Regions from separate parts of the Mus musculus genome. Here regions 1 and 3 are each linked to region 2. The links are chromatin contacts, called in public HiChIP or PLAC-seq maps. All regions are on one chromosome and are shown on one strand. The core of a region is the stretch at or near the end of the contact, and the rest is flanking DNA. Distances in the headings are between cores, read along the strand shown.

Evidence for each region. HiChIP or PLAC-seq counts read pairs in DNA pulled down with a chosen protein or histone mark.
Region 1: a CTCF HiChIP or PLAC-seq map of the NIH/3T3 cell line shows a contact between it and region 2, with 7 read pairs. The contact joins two enhancer-like sites. A contact is called at or near these places in 1 of 15 datasets of contacts at CTCF or cohesin (the NIH/3T3 cell line) and 3 of 115 datasets of contacts at active chromatin or transcription factors (the NIH/3T3 cell line, embryonic stem cells and pancreatic cancer cells).
Region 3: a contact with region 2 is called in an H3K27ac HiChIP or PLAC-seq map of embryonic fibroblasts, with 5 times the contacts expected there. The contact joins two enhancer-like sites. A contact is called at or near these places in 2 of 115 datasets of contacts at active chromatin or transcription factors (embryonic fibroblasts and embryonic stem cells).

What each region holds. Positions count from the first base shown.
Region 1 is chr4:56,616,178-56,619,917 of GRCm38.p6, forward strand. No RefSeq gene overlaps it. Among named protein-coding and RNA genes, the nearest start is that of Gm26144, 61 kb to the right of the region's middle. Within about 2 kb of position 1,649, at least 27 of the 459 cell types and tissues checked have an H3K27ac peak or open chromatin away from gene starts, as enhancers often do. A contact at or near this core is called in the NIH/3T3 cell line, where this site is marked.
Region 2 is chr4:55,730,857-55,734,447 of GRCm38.p6, forward strand. No RefSeq gene overlaps it. Among named protein-coding and RNA genes, the nearest start is that of Gm12511, 160 kb to the left of the region's middle. Within about 2 kb of position 1,370, at least 131 of the 459 cell types and tissues checked have an H3K27ac peak or open chromatin away from gene starts, as enhancers often do. A contact at or near this core is called in the NIH/3T3 cell line and embryonic fibroblasts, where this site is marked.
Region 3 is chr4:56,304,124-56,307,547 of GRCm38.p6, forward strand. All of the region lies in intron 2 of Gm42291 (a long non-coding RNA gene), which reads right to left. Among named protein-coding and RNA genes, the nearest start is that of Gm42291, 10 kb to the right of the region's middle. Within about 2 kb of position 1,693, at least 62 of the 459 cell types and tissues checked have an H3K27ac peak or open chromatin away from gene starts, as enhancers often do. A contact at or near this core is called in embryonic fibroblasts, where this site is marked.

The DNA of each region.
Region 1 (3,740 bases), core at 399-2,898, 890 kb after region 2:
ACGTCACTCAGTGAGCTCCAGAGCAGTAAGAGATCTTGTCTTGGGGGACAAACTGTGGATAACACCTAAGGAATGACACCCAAAGTTATTCTCTAGTCTTCATGAACACACACACAGACACACACACACACACACACACACACACTTGCACACAATGTACACCTTCATACAAGCATACACATAGAGAAAGAACAGAAGAAAATCACCCCATCGAGTTCTCACACCTTCCCATCCTCCTTAAAAGATGTGGAGGAGACTACATGAAGATGGTCTGGATCTAGGAGCCACTGGGAACAAAAGGTGATGTGGGTGACATTTCCCTTCAAATTGTATATATGCCAAGCTCAGCTTGCCTCAACTTGGGTAGGTGGCATCCAGCCTGTGGGTCCCCTTCTAGACTAGACTGCTCTACATTAAGATTCCATGCTCTGCCTCCCTGAACAGACAGGAGCATCATTGGGCCAACAGGAGGAAGCAGGAAAAGTGATGCATGGGGCCATACAGAAATCATGAATTCACAAGGGCCAGAATGGTCACCACCTTATCAGATCCAGTCCCACATCTCAAGAGTCTGCCATATATAGGACCTCAGCAGAAGCATCCCAGACCCACAGCTTGGGAACCATGGGCCTCCACAGCGTATCTTCAACTGCTCTCCACTCACCCTTAAACACCATCAGGAATGAAAGAACACCCCTCCTCTCTAGTTCAGCTGACCTCCAAGTCGTTCTAGTGTCCACAAACTTCCTTTATTGTGTCCTCCCTATTAGCACCCAATAATTTTACTGGCCCCTGAGACACCTACATTAAGTGACAATAGAATAGTTTCAACTCAGCTGTCACTGACACTTTGAAGCATCTGAGGGTGGCACTCATGTCCCATGCCCTCTAAACAACCTCAGCCCTTCAGGGTGGAAGCTCTCCGCTTGTCCGGCCTCTCCTCCTTTAACATCACTTCTGCTCTAGCACCTCTGAACCCCTGCCAAAGCCAGAACAGCTTCCTGTTTGTCATTGAAGATGGGTGCTGGGAGGAGCCTCCCTCCGTGCTCTTTACTCTGCTCCTCGCTCTGGCAGCATGTGTGCCTGGAGCAGTTTGGGAGGATTTACTTTGGCTCACAGTTTGAAGGGCTATCAGTCCATCATGGCAGTTGAAAGCAGGGCAGTAGGAGCTCCTGATGCTGCTGGGTCCCATCTTAGGGATCAGGAAGCAGAGGTCAGAACTGGAAGCAGTCCAGGATACAACCCTCAAAGGTCTGTCTCAAGTGGTCTATGTCACCAGCTAGATATGATATCCCAAAGGTCCCACAACTTCCCAAAACAGCACCACCAAAGGTAAAGAAGTGCTGAAATGTTAGCCTGTGTTTTCACATCCAAACAATTCCCTCTTTGGCATGCCCTGGCAGCTGTGGGCATTCCAAGGACATCTCAGGTCTAGGGATAAAATGTACAAAGGGAGAGAGTGTAAGGCAGAGGCAATCATGGAGGGAAAGACATGTGCTTAGGAAGCAGGAGAAGGGTGTGAAGTGAGGGTAGAAAGGTGCCCCCTCCTTCCCATAGTTCTTCTAAATGTGCACCCAAGGCTGTCACTGGGTTTATCTGCAGAGTATGAAAATTAGATCCTGTGGGGCAGTTAGCTGGAGGATACGCAGATCTGATGTGTTTATCATGGAATGTTCTGACTCACAGGGGAGGCCCCTCCCCCACCAGTCTCTAGCACAATTGAATCGGGTCGGGAAACATTTTTCAGAATTTTCATTTCTGACGTCTTTGCTATCTCTAAATTCCCATCCTTTTGCACGTGCAATAAATATCCACTTTATAATTTATAAGCAAATGGAGATGCAATGCTAATCATAAATATTAATGGAAGAGCAGAGATGACGATGTATGCCCAGTCACGGAGCCTGAAAGAGCATTTCTCTGGGTGGCGTGGCAGTGTGGCAGCCCGTGCTTACCTCCCACTGACACTGAGTGGCTGCACACAACAGTGTTTCTCTCTTTGTAGGGCCTCTCAGCCCTTGGCAGTGTTATGAAGAAGCTGGAGCAGAGGTAACAGATCCAGGGTGAGGGAGAGAACCATTGCCTGCCTCTTACCAGCTCAGATGACGTCAAAGGATTGTGTTCTGTGTTGGAAGTTATACTCTGAAAAACCACCCTGAAATATCATTGCTTTCTTTTCCAAAGTCAGTGACAAACATATCTAGGACACTTGAAACCCTACCAGCAGAGGAGATTAGATAGAACTGGGTGTGTTCAGGCAGCCTGGATTGTGAGATATAGAGGAAATAGTGCCATTTTATAAAGAATCATCTTAAGAGGGAAAATAGGTGTATTCTATGTGGCCCAAGGGTTAGAGCCAATAGGTAGCGTTAAAGATAAGAAGACTCAGACACACCCTGCAGAATGTCCCGAAAGTGCTACCTCCAAAGAGGAACTGAGCTTTCTGGAACCAGAGGTGGGCAAGCACACAAGTCGACTTCTGGTTGAAGGTGCTGCAGAGCAACACATGGGCTGTTGACCTAAAACATGAGCCCTGTGTGGTGGTTTTAGGCGGTAGATGAATGGCTAGTTTATTTCTGTAGTTGTATGGTGATTGAGCCCATGTTCTTAATTCAAATGAGGTTGCGTTCACTTAAGTCAATCAGAATTTAAAAGAAAAGAAAGTCATCCAGAGGTTAGAGAAATGGCTCAGCATTTACACAGCATGCACCGCTCTTCCGGAAGACCTAAGTTTACTTCCCAGCACCCATGTCAGGCAGCTCACAACCACCTATAACTCCAACTGCAGAGGATCCAGCACCTTCCATTGCATTCTGCTGACACTTGCACTTACATGTATATACTCAGACAAAGACATACATACACACAAAATTAAAATAAATTAAACCCTTTGTAAAAAAAAATCACCAAATAAGTAAGAGACGTGCAGACTTAGCAAAAGTCATGACTGACAGCTGCTGGGGCAGTGTGGGCAGGAAGTCCTCCTACCAGCCCCAAGGCCCTAAAAGCAGCAGAGAGTCCCTCCAACACACTCTCCAGCCCAAGGTCACTTTCACTTTCTGTTCACCTTCCCACAAAGCACGGTCCCAAGCCCTCAGCTACTCTGCAAATCACCTTTCACATGTGCAGATCTAAGTAGCAAGAAGTTCAGTTCTTCTCTGGAAGTAGTAGCTCTTCCAGAAAGTTCTGCAGGTTGTGCCTAAATCTTCTGGCCTGTAACTCTAAAGAAGTATCAGCCAAAGTCCCAGGGTAATTGGATCTGCCTGACTCGGAAACAACCCGGTACCTTGGTATCTTTGCTTTCCTCCTCCCCATCCAAACGCACCTCTCTTAGACTCTTGACAATCTGCTTTCCTGTTAGAAGATAGAGCTGTTGAGTAGATGCTCTATCCTGGGCTATTCATACTGCCTCCATCTACAGGAATGTGCCCTTATTGAGTGTTATCTTGTACAGTGTATTTGAACCTCAAAAGGCAAATACCTACCAGAGGTAAGGATATTAAGTTTTAATGCTTAACAGGACTTTTTAGAGAAATTTCTTTTTTGTTCAGGAAGGACTTTTGGGTTCCCCCAAATAATTCACAGTTCTATTAGAATCATATGTTTCCTCTTCACAGTTTAGAAAGCACTTTCAATACCTTTTTTTTTATTCTGATTCTCACAGTAACCCAAAATGAGTCTTGTATTGATTATCTTCATTTGGGGGGGGGCTAGGAAATAAAGATCCAGAGGGGCTGTTT
Region 2 (3,591 bases), core at 120-2,619:
GTTTCAATCCCTGGTCTTGTTGGTCCAGAATTTGATAGTGTTGGAATAGCAGTACATCACTGTGGTCATAAATGGGCAGGTCTCAAATCTCTCCTTCAATGACCTCCTTTCCTTCCACAAGTTTCTATGTCCTCAGCATCCTATGATCTCCCAGTTGCAGCACAGAATGCGGACCAAGTATCAGATACATAGGTCTCTGGGGACATTCATTCCAAACTACAGCATCTTTTTGTTAGATAAGGACATCTGAATGCCATGCTCGCCTGCTGTGAGTGTTGCTACCTTCTTTAAACTTCATGAAAGAGCAGGCAGGGGTTTTTTGTTTTGTTTTGAATTGACAGAGACTCTAAAGAGATTGTTTTTTAAACCCAGTGATGTACCCTCAGACATGCACACATACATGAATGCACACACATGCACACAGCACTGGTATACATGACAGACAGGTCCTCTTAGCTAATGTGATGCTAAGATTCCAGAGAGCTTGGAAATTTACTCAGTAATACCCAAATAATACCCATACATATGCATGAATGTTCTCTGTGTTTGGTCTCTGTCTCTGTCTCTATCTGCCTCTGCCTCTGCCTCTGCCTCTGCCTCTGCCTCTGCCTCTGCCTCTGTCTCTGTCTCTGTCTCTGTCTCTGTCTCTGTCTCTGTCTCTGTCTCTGTCTCTGTCTCTGTCTCTGTCTCTTCTCACAGTGTTAGTGGAAGGTAAGATGAGATTTTGAACTCCATTTGATTGAGGCTGATTATCACATTCAGGTCATCTAGGCCACTGTGTCGCAGTTTTATGGCTTTATTTTGGAAGGTCACTCTGGAAGCTCAGGCTGAAATAAATGACAAAGGGCAAAGTTCACACACACACACACACACACACACACACACACACACACACACACCAGATTCAAGTGACTAGGAAAGAAGGAAAAAGAATGCTCTTTTACAAATTTTCCTTTTTTTCAATTTTTTATTGGATATTTTCTTCATCTACATTTCAAATGCTATCCCAAAAGTCCCCTATAACCCCCCCGCCCGCCCTGCTCCCCTACCCACCCACTCCCACTTCTTGGTCCTGGCATTCCCCTGTACTGGGGCATATAAAGTTTGCAAGACTAAGGGGCCCCTCTTCCCAATGATGGCCGAAAAGGGGGAGCCTGATTTTCCTGGGAACCTGTGATGTATGGACTAGCACGTCTTCTCTGCTTCTCTGTCCATTCACTCACCCACCACTCCTCTGCTAATGCCTGGCTGGCCAGGAATACACTTTCTATTTAGAAAGCAAAGGCAGCCAGCTTTGGGCCTGGGCCTGGAGACTGACTCACTGTTGTTGGGATGACACATTGCCTGCACACATTTCACAATTCTCTGAAACACCAGACTTATTTCTGTGAGTATGCAGAGGCCCACTTCACCATCCACCTAAGGCCACACACAAAGGCTGTGCTATTTTTCTTCCCTGGGGCCTAAATGGATGGCAGGACTTCCTATGCCTGAAACATCACCCTCGTTTGGAAGGAGAGAAACACCGGCCAAGAATTGCAACGTTTTTTAACCAGAGTCTGGCTAGCTTTCAATAGCTGCACGCCAAAGCTATACCAGACAGAGAAATGGCTATGAATGGGGTAGGGGTTGGACTGAGGCTTAAAAACAAGGCAGAAAAAAATACAGATAACAGAGAAGAAAAGAGAGGAGAGGAGAGGAGAGGAGAGGAGAGGAGAGGAGAGGAGAGGAGAGGAGAGGAGACAGAATGAGATAGTACATAGGAAGTAAAAGAGGAAATTTAAATAGAGAAAGGTTGCACAGAAATGATTGAAGAATTGGAGCAGAGGGCGAGAGTTCCAGGCTGTGATCATTTCTTCATGTGCCTTTCCCTCCATTTTTGGGTGAGCACTCTTAATCCCCATTACTAAGAAGCAAGAACAGGGGACCAGGAAGTTACAATCTAATGTCTCAGGTGGAAGGGAAGACATTTTTGTTTATTAAACAAACAAACAAACAAATATACATACATACAAGCAAACAACAACCTCATATTGTCGACCAGGCAGACCCAGCACTCACTAAGTAGCCCAGGCTGGTATGGTACTACTTATGGTAGTCTTCCTGCTTGACCTATTGATTTCTGGGATAACAAGTATGCGAAGCCAGCTCGCTCTACATCAGTGTGAGGGGCTTGGACAGTCTTCCACAGTCTTTCTGGAATCTGAAAGCCTAAAGGATACTCTTGTTGACCAGAGAGCTAGCTGGGAAGGCCGAGAATCTGGATGGCCAGTGACAGTGGCCTCTGAGGAGTTGTTTATGCACTTAGACATTAAGTGCCTAAGACTTGAAGGGCCGGCCCCATATTCAAAGCCCTGGATTCAGAACTATCTGGAAACTTCCTCCAGGGTAAACAAAAACAAGCACTTCAGCTCCCTTGCCAGGGCATCTCGCTCCAGAAAGGACGGGAAGGAAAGGAGAGTGATGCTGCTTGTTCCCCTGTGAAGGAAAGGTTACAACAACATTTTCTCTGGGCAGCTGTGAGGTCGGCAGGCAGACTTTTCTCTGGTAACCATCTCGATGTGTCTGTGTGGAAAGTACCTAAGAATGACTAAGCCCTGGCTGAGTTGATTCATTTGTCACTTCACTTGTGGGACTTTGGCCCTGTTCTAGAGGCCACAGAGTGTTTTCAGCACATCTGACCCAGGCCTCCATGTAGGGTGGCAGGTGAGAGAGAGCACAGACTTATAGGACTCTGTTTATAGGGAAGGACCCCAGGGAGGAGGGAGGGTTTGGGCTCACTGGAATCCTGTCAGGACTTCTAAGAAGTCTAAACTCCTAATCCCTGTCAGCAGAGGAGTCAGGAGTCTGTGCAAGTGGCCAGAGTTTGAACGGAAATGCTCATTCACGGAGCATCCAAGATAGGCTGGAAGTTTACTTAAAGTTGTCTCGTCCTTCCTCACGCTAATAGTGTGAGGCAAGTGTTGCTTTGCTTCCTCGTTGGAATGAAGCCTTCACAGGAAAAGAAGCCCAAAAGAGTTCACATCTCTAACTCAAGCTGGGGATGGGGTCAGGAGACTCTGGGGAGGCAGGGCTATCCACTAACACACAGGAGGGCCACAAAGAGATCAGCCTGATCAACGCAAGTGGAGTTATTCTTCTTAATAATCCAGTTCAAATGTAAACCCTTTTGTTGCAATTATATGCACAGGAAGAGGGACATATCACAGGTGTGTGGCTTGCTAGACTGTCACAAACCGAAGAGATCCCTGTAGTCACTGCCCAAACAGACACAGTTAGCATGTTTCCAAGATGACCGCCATCAGTTCTCAGTCTCTATGTACACATATCCCTTCCTCAAAGCAGTAGACTCTCTTTCTCTTCTTGATGCTGGACTGGCCTTACTGACTTCTCTAATGCAACACAATGTAGTGGAAGTGGTGCTTAAGCTAGGGCATAAGAAGATGGGATGCTACTTGGTGGGTTTCTTAGCAACTGTTTCCAGAAACACCTGGAGTCTACTAGCCCAGGGACTGCCTCATTAAAGGGCATGCACAGCCACGCTGTCCACAGTGTTGGTGGAGGCCAGCCTTCTGCAGATGACTGCTGAAG
Region 3 (3,424 bases), core at 443-2,942, 570 kb after region 2:
TCCTCTGATCCAAGAAAACTTTTGTTCACTCAGCACAAAACCATGACAATTCTTTGCTATCCCTGTCTCTTTCCTAGTGATTCTCAATGTTGCTTCACCCTGGGGATCATAGCTTAGCTAGCAGTGGGGCTTATTAGTCCTTTTTTTAAGGCTGGGGTAGTTCTATTGTTCATCTTAGTTGAGAAACTGCCCCAGACTCTAAGGTCCTGTGAACTTGAGCTCTTTCTTAATTTCTGTAACCTTCATATTCTTCCTAGGGGCCCTGGTTCTGTGAGGGTCTTTTAGGTCCTCATCCAATATTTGTTAAGTAATGCTCTTGAAACAGGAAGTTGGTTGGGGCAATCTGGAGGCTCAGGAAGGGGAGGGATTTTCTGAGTAACTGACTGAGAGGAAGCATCATCCTTACAGAGCCTGGCCAGTTTTAAGATTCTGGAACAATGCCATTCTATACCCAGAAGATGTTTAATCTTGGTCTGTTTCATCTCCATTTGCACGTTTCAATCTCACTGGTCCATCAATCACAGATGCTCCACGCATGAGTGAGTCTGTGGAAAGAGTAGGAGTTTCTAAGCTCTGTAGCTTATGGTCTAATACAATAATTAATAGAAGAGAGAGTTTATTTAAGTGGGACAGCAGGGGATCATGGTCTTAAAATTCTTTTTTATGTCTCTTCTCTAATCTTTCAGTTGCATTTAGTAGGAGACATTCCTGTTATTCAAAGAAAAGCCCTGAAAGCAGCTTCTACCCCAATCCTTATGTACACTACAAATAAAAAAATTAAATCCAGAATATTAGCTGTACTCCCACTGAAGCCTTTAGCTCTGAGCTCATATCTGTCTCCACTGTAGCTTTAAAACATACACGAAGTCAGTTCAGTTTGAGTAGATATAAACAGGAATGACTGCATGTCTTTCTGAATTCAAGGGAAGCAGGATAAGCCCCTATTTTTTAAAGATACCAGATTCTAGTCTCTTGTTTTTAATCACTTTCCACCATGATGATGAAAACAGCCCGGTGTTGCCATCCAGGATTATGCTGTTTCAATGCCCTGATGACGAGAGTAAAAGCCTGACTCAACTCTATGGACAGGAACTTGACATCAATGCAGAGCCTCCTGTGGAGACATTCTTTCTGGGGTTCCTGCCTTTCTGTTGCTTTTGTAGCTTTCAGGGTAGACCCTAAGTTCTCAGGCAAAGATTATATTCTATAAACCCAGGATGTTCTTTGGAATTCAAGATGGAGAAGGTAAATGGATAATAAATATTTATAATCTTTTTGACACTAAGTCTTTTATTTTTCCTTTGAAATGCTGCCGAAACAGAAATGGGGCTGTGAGGTGCTGAGTGGTCCTCAAGTCTATTTTAGTGTTGAGTGAGGTTGTAATGTCTTTCCCATCACCAGAAGCTAAGAATGGGTCCATGTGTCTCATCTGTGAGCACTGGGAGACTCTAGTCTAGTTTGTGTCTGAATCCCTCTACTTTCTGTCCATATTGCATACAGAATCTCTGTCAAAGTGGTCCACATGTCCTCATTTCCCTAGTTTAAAGGCTGCTAAGCTTCACTGACGGTCAACAAGATAACTCCTTAGCTTCTTCCTCTGGCATTCACAGCCCCTTCCATATCTGATCCTCACGTTCTTCTCCAGTCTTTCTGGGAAATCTGCCTGTTAGACTGACCTCATAGATGAGGAATGTGAAGCCTGCAAAGTGAGGTGACCTCCCTAGAGAACATACACAGCAACAGTGGAGGCTCAGCTCTCTGCTTGTGGACCGAATTCTTCCCATCACAGACTGTTCTCTTCACACATAAGCTCGGCAGTTGCATCTGAACTATGGGGCTCATGATAAGAAAGTTTCTTCTATACACACAGGAGGTTGGTAAACCTTTCCCATAGTCCCAATAGCCTCATCTTCTGGTTCCTTAGAGAGGGCCAGTTTTCACAGTGCAGGAGTGACCTGTGTAAGCCAATAGAACAGTCTGAACATAATGATGTGTCACTATGAAGCCTAGAAACACTTTGCCGTGGTCAGGCTAGCCTCCGTGTCTTGAGAACACATAGCAATGAGTTGAAGCATCCAACTGTCATATGGGTGACTGAACCAGCTTGGTCAGTGACTCACCAGCTCCTCAAGCTTCTGATGGCTATAACATGGATGCCATCTAGAATATTAATATTAATAGATTACTAATATTAGAAAAATAACTTTCAGATTGTATTTTATTTTATTGTAATAAGTTACTTTAGGGCATTTTCTTGCAAGTATATAATGTATGTTGGGCATATTCCTGCCCTCATTCACTAACCTCTTTTCCTTTTCCCGTTAGTGTGTTTAGACCCCCTTGTTCACTTCTACTTTCCTGTCACCTGTACATACACGATTTTACATATCTAGGTAAAGTGTTGGAGCCACAGATAAGAGAAGACATGTGGCACAACTTGCTGAAGCTTTCTTTGTATACAAGAACTATGATGGATCACAGGGCCCCCAATGGAGGAGCTAGAGAAAGTACCCAAGGATCTAAAGGGATCTGCAACAATAATATGAACTAACCAGTACCCCCAGAGCTCATGTCTCTAGCTGCATATGTATCAGAAGATGGCCTAGTCGGCTATCAGTGGAAAGAGAGGCCCATTGGTGGTGCAAACTTTATATGCCTCAGTATAGGGGAATGCCAGGGCCAAGAAGTGGGAGTGGGTGGATAGGGAAGTGGGGTGGGAGGGTATGGGGGACTTTTGGGATAGCACTGGAAATGTAAATGAAGAAAATACCTAATTAAAAAAAGAACTATTAACAGTCACATCCATTTTCTTGAAGAAGTGACACATCTTCAGTCACTTTTGGATGGAGAGAATTTCCAGTGCACACAAGCCACGATTTCTTTGCCCATTCCTCTGCAGATAGGACTCAGTTTCCAGCCTCACAGAGTTACGACAGCTTCCCAGCCATCAAAGCCCTTTAGCTGAATACTCTAGCTTATTACCGGAGGATGGCAGTGCCTCTCTCCTCTGAGCATGCTCTTTCTTCTATCTGCGCTCTCCCCTTCTCTAGCACCTACAGTGTTCTCCCTTCTCATCTAGTAAGCCCCTTCTTATTTTCCTGTCCCAGTCTTACAGTCTCCCAGTTGCTGACTTTTTCATGTGAGAGTCCAAATCCTTGTCTCCTTCTGGCCACTCAGAGCACCATGGAGGAACGTTGTCTACCTGCCCACACCAGGCAGGGAGGTCACAAGAATCATCATTGCATTTCTCTGTGCACTTGCATGATTCGGCTCTGGCCCAAACATAAACTTGATGGTCAGTAAATATTTAAATGCAAGGACTGATGAGAGATTCAAAAGGAGTTTTGTTTCCATTGAACTCAACCACACCTTTAAGGGTTACTGTGCATTTAGGCTATTGAATCTTCTTTTTAAAAATTGCTTT